Linked DNA regions of Mus musculus: region 1 is linked to region 2. The links are chromatin contacts, called in public HiChIP or PLAC-seq maps. All regions are on one chromosome and are shown on one strand. Each heading gives the region's core, a stretch centred on a gene start, on an enhancer-like site or on the middle of the called end of the contact. The rest is flanking DNA. Distances are from core to core; before and after follow the strand shown.

Region 1 (3,445 bases), core at 307-2,806, 160 kb after region 2:
CACCAACCAAGCGAGGGCTGTAAGATCTGTAAGAAAGGTGGCACGGAGGAAGGCAAAGGAAGCAATCCTTTGCCAGCTGGAGAGGTCAAGAAAGGCTTCCAGGAGGAGGAGGAGAGGTTAGCATAGTACTTCAAGCATGAGAAAGTACTGTGGCGCCCCCTTTTTAAGTCCAAGCAAGGGGTGTATTCTCTAATAACAGATACCTTGATACCTTCAATGTCACAAGAAGAGAGGCCACCAGCAGATTTTCCTTGTTGCTTATCCAGAATACAGATACACGCGTGTTCCAGGAGCTGTGTTACCAGGAATCAGAGCAGCCTTCAAGAAGCTCACCTCAAGGTCAGCCTGAGAGGAAAGAGGCAGAAAGGCCTTCGAAGGGGCCTTCTGAGCACAAGCAGGGAGTCGCACAGGGCAGACTAAAGGCACAAGGATTCCGGCCTGGAGAGGCCAGTGAGGTCAAAGCAAAAGAGAACAGAACATGCCCAGGCTCCCAGCTAACCTTTAGCCCACAAGGACAGCTTCCACTAATCTCAGCAGCCAAAGCCAAGTTGGGAACCTGGGTCTGCCTGTTCCCAACACTTGGACACTGTGTCAGATCCACCAGAGGTGTTCTGGGTCTCTGCTGGGGTTTGAAAAATTCTCAACACACATCCCCACCTCAGATGCCCTCAGTGTTCTTGCCTGAGCCATGCCAAGCCCCCTTCCCTGAGGTGTGTGGCTGCTCTAGGCTTCACTCCACACCCACATCCCAATGCAGACACCCACACACCATGGCCCAGCCCCTGCCTCATCCTTTGGCTTATCTGTCCCATATTTACAGCTGTCACCAGGACCTACTGTTAAGTTGCCTGCCCGCCCGGGGAAGCCCTTGGCTGACATCCATCCCAGGAAGCCGTATTAGCAACTTCATTCACCAGGGTCAGTCTGGACTCCCATTGTGTGCTGTAAAATCATTTGTTTACTTCAGCTTTGGAGGCAGCCCTGCTTTAGGACGACAATTATTACTGTCTGGCAGGGCAGACAGTGCACATGCCTTTTGCAGACACATAGCCATGGTACTTTTTGCACATTGTAACAAAAGACTTGCCTTACCAATACCACCCAGAAAATACCCGATACTATTCCAATCGGAGTGTGAACTCACTGGAACACATGTGACACAGATACATATGCACAGATATATGTGTACATTTGAACTAACAAAAAGGAAAGTGAGTTAAATTAAAAAGAAATCACAACCTACGTAGCAAGCTAAACAACAAACAGTAATACTCAAGGCTCGTAAGGTGGTGTGGAAATTTCTAGACAGATAAGCTTTGCTAGAAGCAAAGTAAACAAGAGCCTTTATGGAAGGTAAATTGGAAAATATGTATCATGGACCACAAAAAGTGTTCCTTTCCCCAAGACCCACCAACTCTGCTTCTGTGAATTTATCTGAAGCAAATGAAACAAAAAAGGAGACATATTCTGTGTTCATAAAGAGGTGTCTACCAGAACCTTAAGCTGGGGGAAAATGAAAGCAAAACTCAGTGGCAGTTTGATGACATCACAGGAAACCATTAACGGGATAATGGTTCATCTGGAATGGGGAACAGGGCACTGTGGCACTGTGGCACTGTGGTCCAGACCAGCATGGATGAGCTGGGTCCTTGCTGCACTGCTAGGCTGCCAACCTCATGAGACAGGGTTGATCCCCCACCCTCTGTCTTCCAAACATTCAGTTGGGTTCTATGTTGTTTTTATAGTTTCTTTTAATTAGAGCTAACAAATGATTGTGCTTTGCCAAAGAACTACAAACAGAGCTTAATTAGCCAGAGCGGCTTTCACAAGACCCTCCGTCTGTCTGGGTCTTGTTTCCATCTTCTTTAAGATCATCTATCCCATAAACGGAGTGTGGGAAGTAGCCCTGGGAAGGCTTTGTATGTCTTTGTACATCTTTAAAACAAGGGTAAGGAGGAATGGCATAGTCAAAATACTGACTTCATGGCTGTTACGTATTAACACCTATCCATTAAGTCTGGTGCTCCCAACTAACCTGCAATGGGTGTTGTCATCCCATTGCAGAGATGAGAAAACTGAGGCTTCCTGAGCAAAAGGAACTTTTTCCAGGAGAGATACAGAGGGTGGGAAGAGGAGAATTCAAATACAAATCTTTCCAGCTCTAGTCTCCGTTGTTCATGAAGTTTTCAAGCCACATGGATTGTCTTTCTCAAATGGGTTTAAGTGAAGAAGGTAGAGGACATGACAAGAAGGAAACCCCAGGCAGCCTATTCAAAATGCCTGGGAAGCACTTCTGCCTTGGAAGAACATAGCTTTCTTCACCATGCAGAACCCACTGAGACCAAGAACTCCAAAAGAAAGCATCCACTGTACCAAGAACCTACCTCAGCAACCACAGAAACAAACCCTGAGAAAAAAAAACTAGGACCAGAGTATTGGTGACTGGCTTGTGGCAACATTGAGCTCCATCCTTAGATGCCTGTAAATGGACCTGCTCTGGGACACGTTATGGGGACCTTGGGTGTCTGGGTGTCCCATTCCCTCACTTGCAGCTAGGCCAGCACTCTGGCTCCTGTCCACAGCACACTCCCCACATATCTTCAGACTCCCAGCCCTGGGCCTCTTTAAGCCTATAATTACCCACAGTGCCCGACTTTATGGGTTCCTAAGAGGGAAGACCAGTAGCAAGAAGAAGTTCCTTGAAGGAGAACTGGCCCAACACACTCTCTTCCTTCCTGCCCAGAAGGAGCTTCTAGAGCATGCTCAGCTGAACCCAGCAAACGCCGTCTTGGCTTCTAAATCTTTCACAAACTTCCCTAGCCTCGAGTCTTCCGTGTCTGCCCAAGGTGCTAAGGTGAAGCACAGATTGTCCTCTGTAGCTCCTATGGTCAGCCTCAGCTTCACAATTTCACCCCACTCCACCACACTTGGATGCACTGAGTCTTCACGTTCCTCCGGACTAACTTCCCCTGAGCATCTGTCTCTCTGCTCTCCATCCCTGTCTCCCCTTCCACCGGCTGACTCCCACGCACTCTGAGGACTTACTTTAGATTCTTTTGAGGGTCGATTTTGCCCCCATCTCTGACTCACAGACCTTGTATGGTTAGTTTCACTTTTGACTTGACACAAGGTAGGGTCATTTGGGAAGAAGAAATCTGAATTAAGAAACTCTGCCTCTATAGGATTAACAGTGAGTCGTAGAGCATTTTCTTGATTGAACTTTGATGTGGGAGGACCAGCCCATTTTGGGCAGTGCTACCCCTGGGCAGGTGGTCCTGGGATATATAAGAAAACAAACTGAATGCACCAGGAGGAACAAGCCAGTAGGCAGCACTCCCCCCATAGCCTCTGCATCAGCTTTAGGTCCCTGCTCTGTTTGAGATCCTGCCCTGACTCCTTCAGTGATGGACTGTGATGCCGAACCATAAGCTAAAATAAGCCCCTT
Region 2 (3,297 bases), core at 695-3,194:
GAGCAAATGGTTCTGACTTGGATTTTAATAGGAGGTTATGTACATAGTTGCCTGGTTATTATGTCTCTACGGGGGTAAGGGAGGCAGCATGTGCTCCTACTGCTGCTTGCTTGAGAGATCAGAGGGTAATAAACTATTAGTTTTATTCTTAATTGGCCCATGCTTCTTCCTAGTTCTTTTCTTTCCAAAAATCAATATGTGGCTTGTGATGTCTTTAGCAGAGGGTAAAGAACTGCAGCTGGATGCCTCCCTTATTGTCCAAATCATCCGTCAGCATTTATCCTCTAAAGGGGCCTCTAGTAAGGCAGAGACTATGGTTGGGGTTTTTCTTGCAGTAGTAAACATCGGGTCTTTCTGGAGCCAAAACAATATGGAAAACAGGATAACATCAGGCCACGCTGAATTAGAGGCAATGCCTTTTCTGTGAAAAACGTGGGCTGTGGCGAGCCTCCCATCGTCTTGGAAATGTTCTGCCCAGCTGCTGCCCACTGCCCTGGCCCAGCTCCTGCCCACACCAAGCTTCGGGAAGTGATTGCTGCTGTTCCCAGCGGGTCTGACCAGAAGCAGAGGCCACTGGTAACTTTAACCCCACGTGGGCAGGAGGCTCATCAGAGCTGTCCTTCAACCCTAAAATTAGCTGGCAAGGTTTGGGAAACAGGCAGAAAAGTATGGGATCACATTGGCCGTTTGGAGCCCAACGGAAAGGCGAGGCTGAGAACTAACGCCTTGGGACTGAGAAACGAAGCTTCGAATCAACCCAGGTGTGTGAAGAGGAACCTGCAGACCCCTATCCATAAGGCAAGTACCCCAGTGTCAGAAAGGGTGTGTGCAGAGCTCTCCCCACTTGGGAAGATGTGTCATTACTGGCTGTCACTCAAAAAAAAAAAAAAAAAAAAAGACAACTGGAGTTGAGGAAGTCTGAAATGAACCAAAAACAAAGTGGCTGGGGCTTGGCTTCAGTAGAACCTGGCGTACAAATTTTAACTCACATCCCCCGTGAAATTCACCACATCCCTGAAGACAGCAGCAAGCCTCAATTGAATCTCTGTGGAACAGCATGACACGGGTGTTATTTTATTCCCATGTTATAGATAAAGACATCAGGGCTCAGAGATTCATGAACCACCCCAAGACCACACAATAAAGAGGCAGATCTTAGAGTCACGCCTAATCTATCTTAGCTCTCACACTTTCTTCTTTGCAGTGTGAAACCTCACAAGCAGAGAAATGTTGCTGTGTAATGGTGAGGAGTGTGGACTCTAGAACTGTATTTCCTGAGTCCAGAATCTTGGCCTTGCTATTTGGATGACCTGGGACAAGTTACCTCTACTCCCTGTAGTTTCCTCACTATAAACTGGAGACGGTAGTTACATCTCTTTCACCATGTGGGTAGAACTCAGGAGACTTGGCGGCACTTGATGAAGACTATGTACGTTTCCTGTTTGTAAAATAATTAAGTAAAGGCATGGATCTTTTCAATCTCACTGATCAACTGACAGTCCCTGGGCTTGAACTGTCCTTGGCATGTTCTTAACATCCTGGTGTCTTTAAAGTGCATTGGTGCAATGACCTTACTACTATTCACAGAAGAAAGGAAGATTAGACCCATTGTGCAGACAAATGAATGAAACAACATCGCTGTAAGCTCACTTGGCTTTTGAATGGTTGTGGGGGTTCCAACCCAGTCTTTATGATCTTGAACCTGTGCTATGCTCATGCTCCAAAGAAAAAACATCAGCTCAGTGGCTGAAGGATTTCCTAGCATATACGATATCCTGGCTTCCATTCACACACACACACACACACACACACACACACACACACGCATGCACAGAAATTAGTGATTTATCCCAAAATCACATGAGTCCCATAAGTAGGAAACTGCCCTGGGACGTGGCTTCCAGTTAATTTTATGAATCTTCTTTGTTATTGCTCAATATGAGTGTTGGGCCCCATGGTTCCCTGTTTTTTTGTGCAATCATTGGCCTAAATTCTAAAGAAGTTGGGGGTGGGGCAAGAAGGAGGTAGGGAGAGAGTTAAAAAAAAAAAAAAACCTAAATGTGGTTTGCCCAAGAGCCAAGGAGTCGGGAAGCAGGTAGAGGTATCTGGATGAAGCCAGGAGAAGAGTGAGAAATACAGTATTGGGGGCCATCCCCAATGTGACATCACAGACCAGGGACTCCAAGACCCACCTCCCAGTAGTGGTCTAAGCTCCCTGGCCTGCTGAGTAGGGTCAGGGTGGTCAATGAGTGTGACCCCAGCCTGTTCCTCAAAGGGCAGACAATAAAGCTGCTCACATCTTAACTACATGCATGTTATAATTCCCTGATAATAAAATCAATATTGGCTTATTTGAGGGGAACTTAGATCTGCTGGTATATGTGTGTAGTTCCGCAATGAATCAAAGGGCTGTTTCCCTGGAAGGATGGTGCGTGAGAAGAGGCACTTGGTTTGGGTTTTATGACTTCTTTGTACTGCTTTTGGCTGAGAATTGAGCTCAGGTGACTGGTAGTCTGTGTTTGGTTCATATGTGTGTGGGGAGGGCAGTGGGGAATACTGTTTGTCTTGTTATTGATTTTGTCTACTTAGGGGGTGGCAGTTATTAATGATCAGCTCGATACAATTTGAAAACAAGAGAAAAAATAAGAATAGACCCTACACCATCTAGAAACACTTTCATGTTTAAACCATGGGATTGTTAAGCATGCAAAATCTCTTTGTCCTTATTTTGTTTTGGGGACAGGGTTTCACTATGTAACCTTGGTTGGCCTGGATCCCACTAAGTAGAGCAAGGTAGCCTTGAACTCACAAAGACCCTCTGTCGATATCTTCTGAGTGCTGGGATTAAAGACCAGGCCTTCTGCCATAAGGACTTTCACCTGCTACCCACAGTTCTTCCGATGAACCATTTCAGCTGTGATGGAAGTCTTCTAAGGAAGCGATCAATCTATATAAGCTCATGCACATGAGGACTTTCTCAATATTGTCATCTGCACAGTGACCATGGGGAGAGCTGGCCCGTAAGACATATGCAGGTCTGGGCAGTGTGGTGGATCATGCAAGTGGATGGGTTGAAACTACAAAGCTGTGTTACCCACTTGGTTTCTAGTCTGGCAGGATTTTCCTGACCAGCGATCCCTGATCTTTGTCTATGATGCCCTCACTGCTAATTTTGATGAATCCTACATTGAGCATCTTTATCAATAGATCTTTAGGGTTTTAAATATTTGTTTAGAAAATTTATGAAAGAATTGGTCTCGCTCCTAAGCACAGCATTTTCTCAGTTTCTTTATAATG

What was found. HiChIP or PLAC-seq counts read pairs in DNA pulled down with a chosen protein or histone mark.
Region 1: an H3K4me3 HiChIP or PLAC-seq map of bone marrow-derived macrophages shows a contact between it and region 2, with 4 times the contacts expected there. The contact joins two enhancer-like sites. A contact is called at or near these places in 1 of 39 promoter capture datasets (liver), 2 of 484 Hi-C or Micro-C datasets (bone marrow-derived macrophages and embryonic stem cells), 2 of 115 datasets of contacts at active chromatin or transcription factors (bone marrow-derived macrophages and microglia) and 2 of 9 other capture datasets (adipose tissue and liver).

Annotation. Positions count from the first base shown.
Region 1 is chr2:160,333,700-160,337,144 of GRCm38.p6, forward strand. It overlaps Gm46773 and a transcript of Gm826 not described here. Among named protein-coding and RNA genes, the nearest start is that of Gm826, 7.9 kb to the left of the region's middle. Within about 2 kb of position 1,557, at least 34 of the 459 cell types and tissues checked have an H3K27ac peak or open chromatin away from gene starts, as enhancers often do. A contact at or near this core is called in bone marrow-derived macrophages, where this site is marked.
Region 2 is chr2:160,174,342-160,177,638 of GRCm38.p6, forward strand. No RefSeq gene overlaps it. Among named protein-coding and RNA genes, the nearest start is that of Gm34741, 6.3 kb to the left of the region's middle. Within about 2 kb of position 1,945, at least 4 of the 459 cell types and tissues checked have an H3K27ac peak or open chromatin away from gene starts, as enhancers often do. A contact at or near this core is called in bone marrow-derived macrophages, where this site is marked.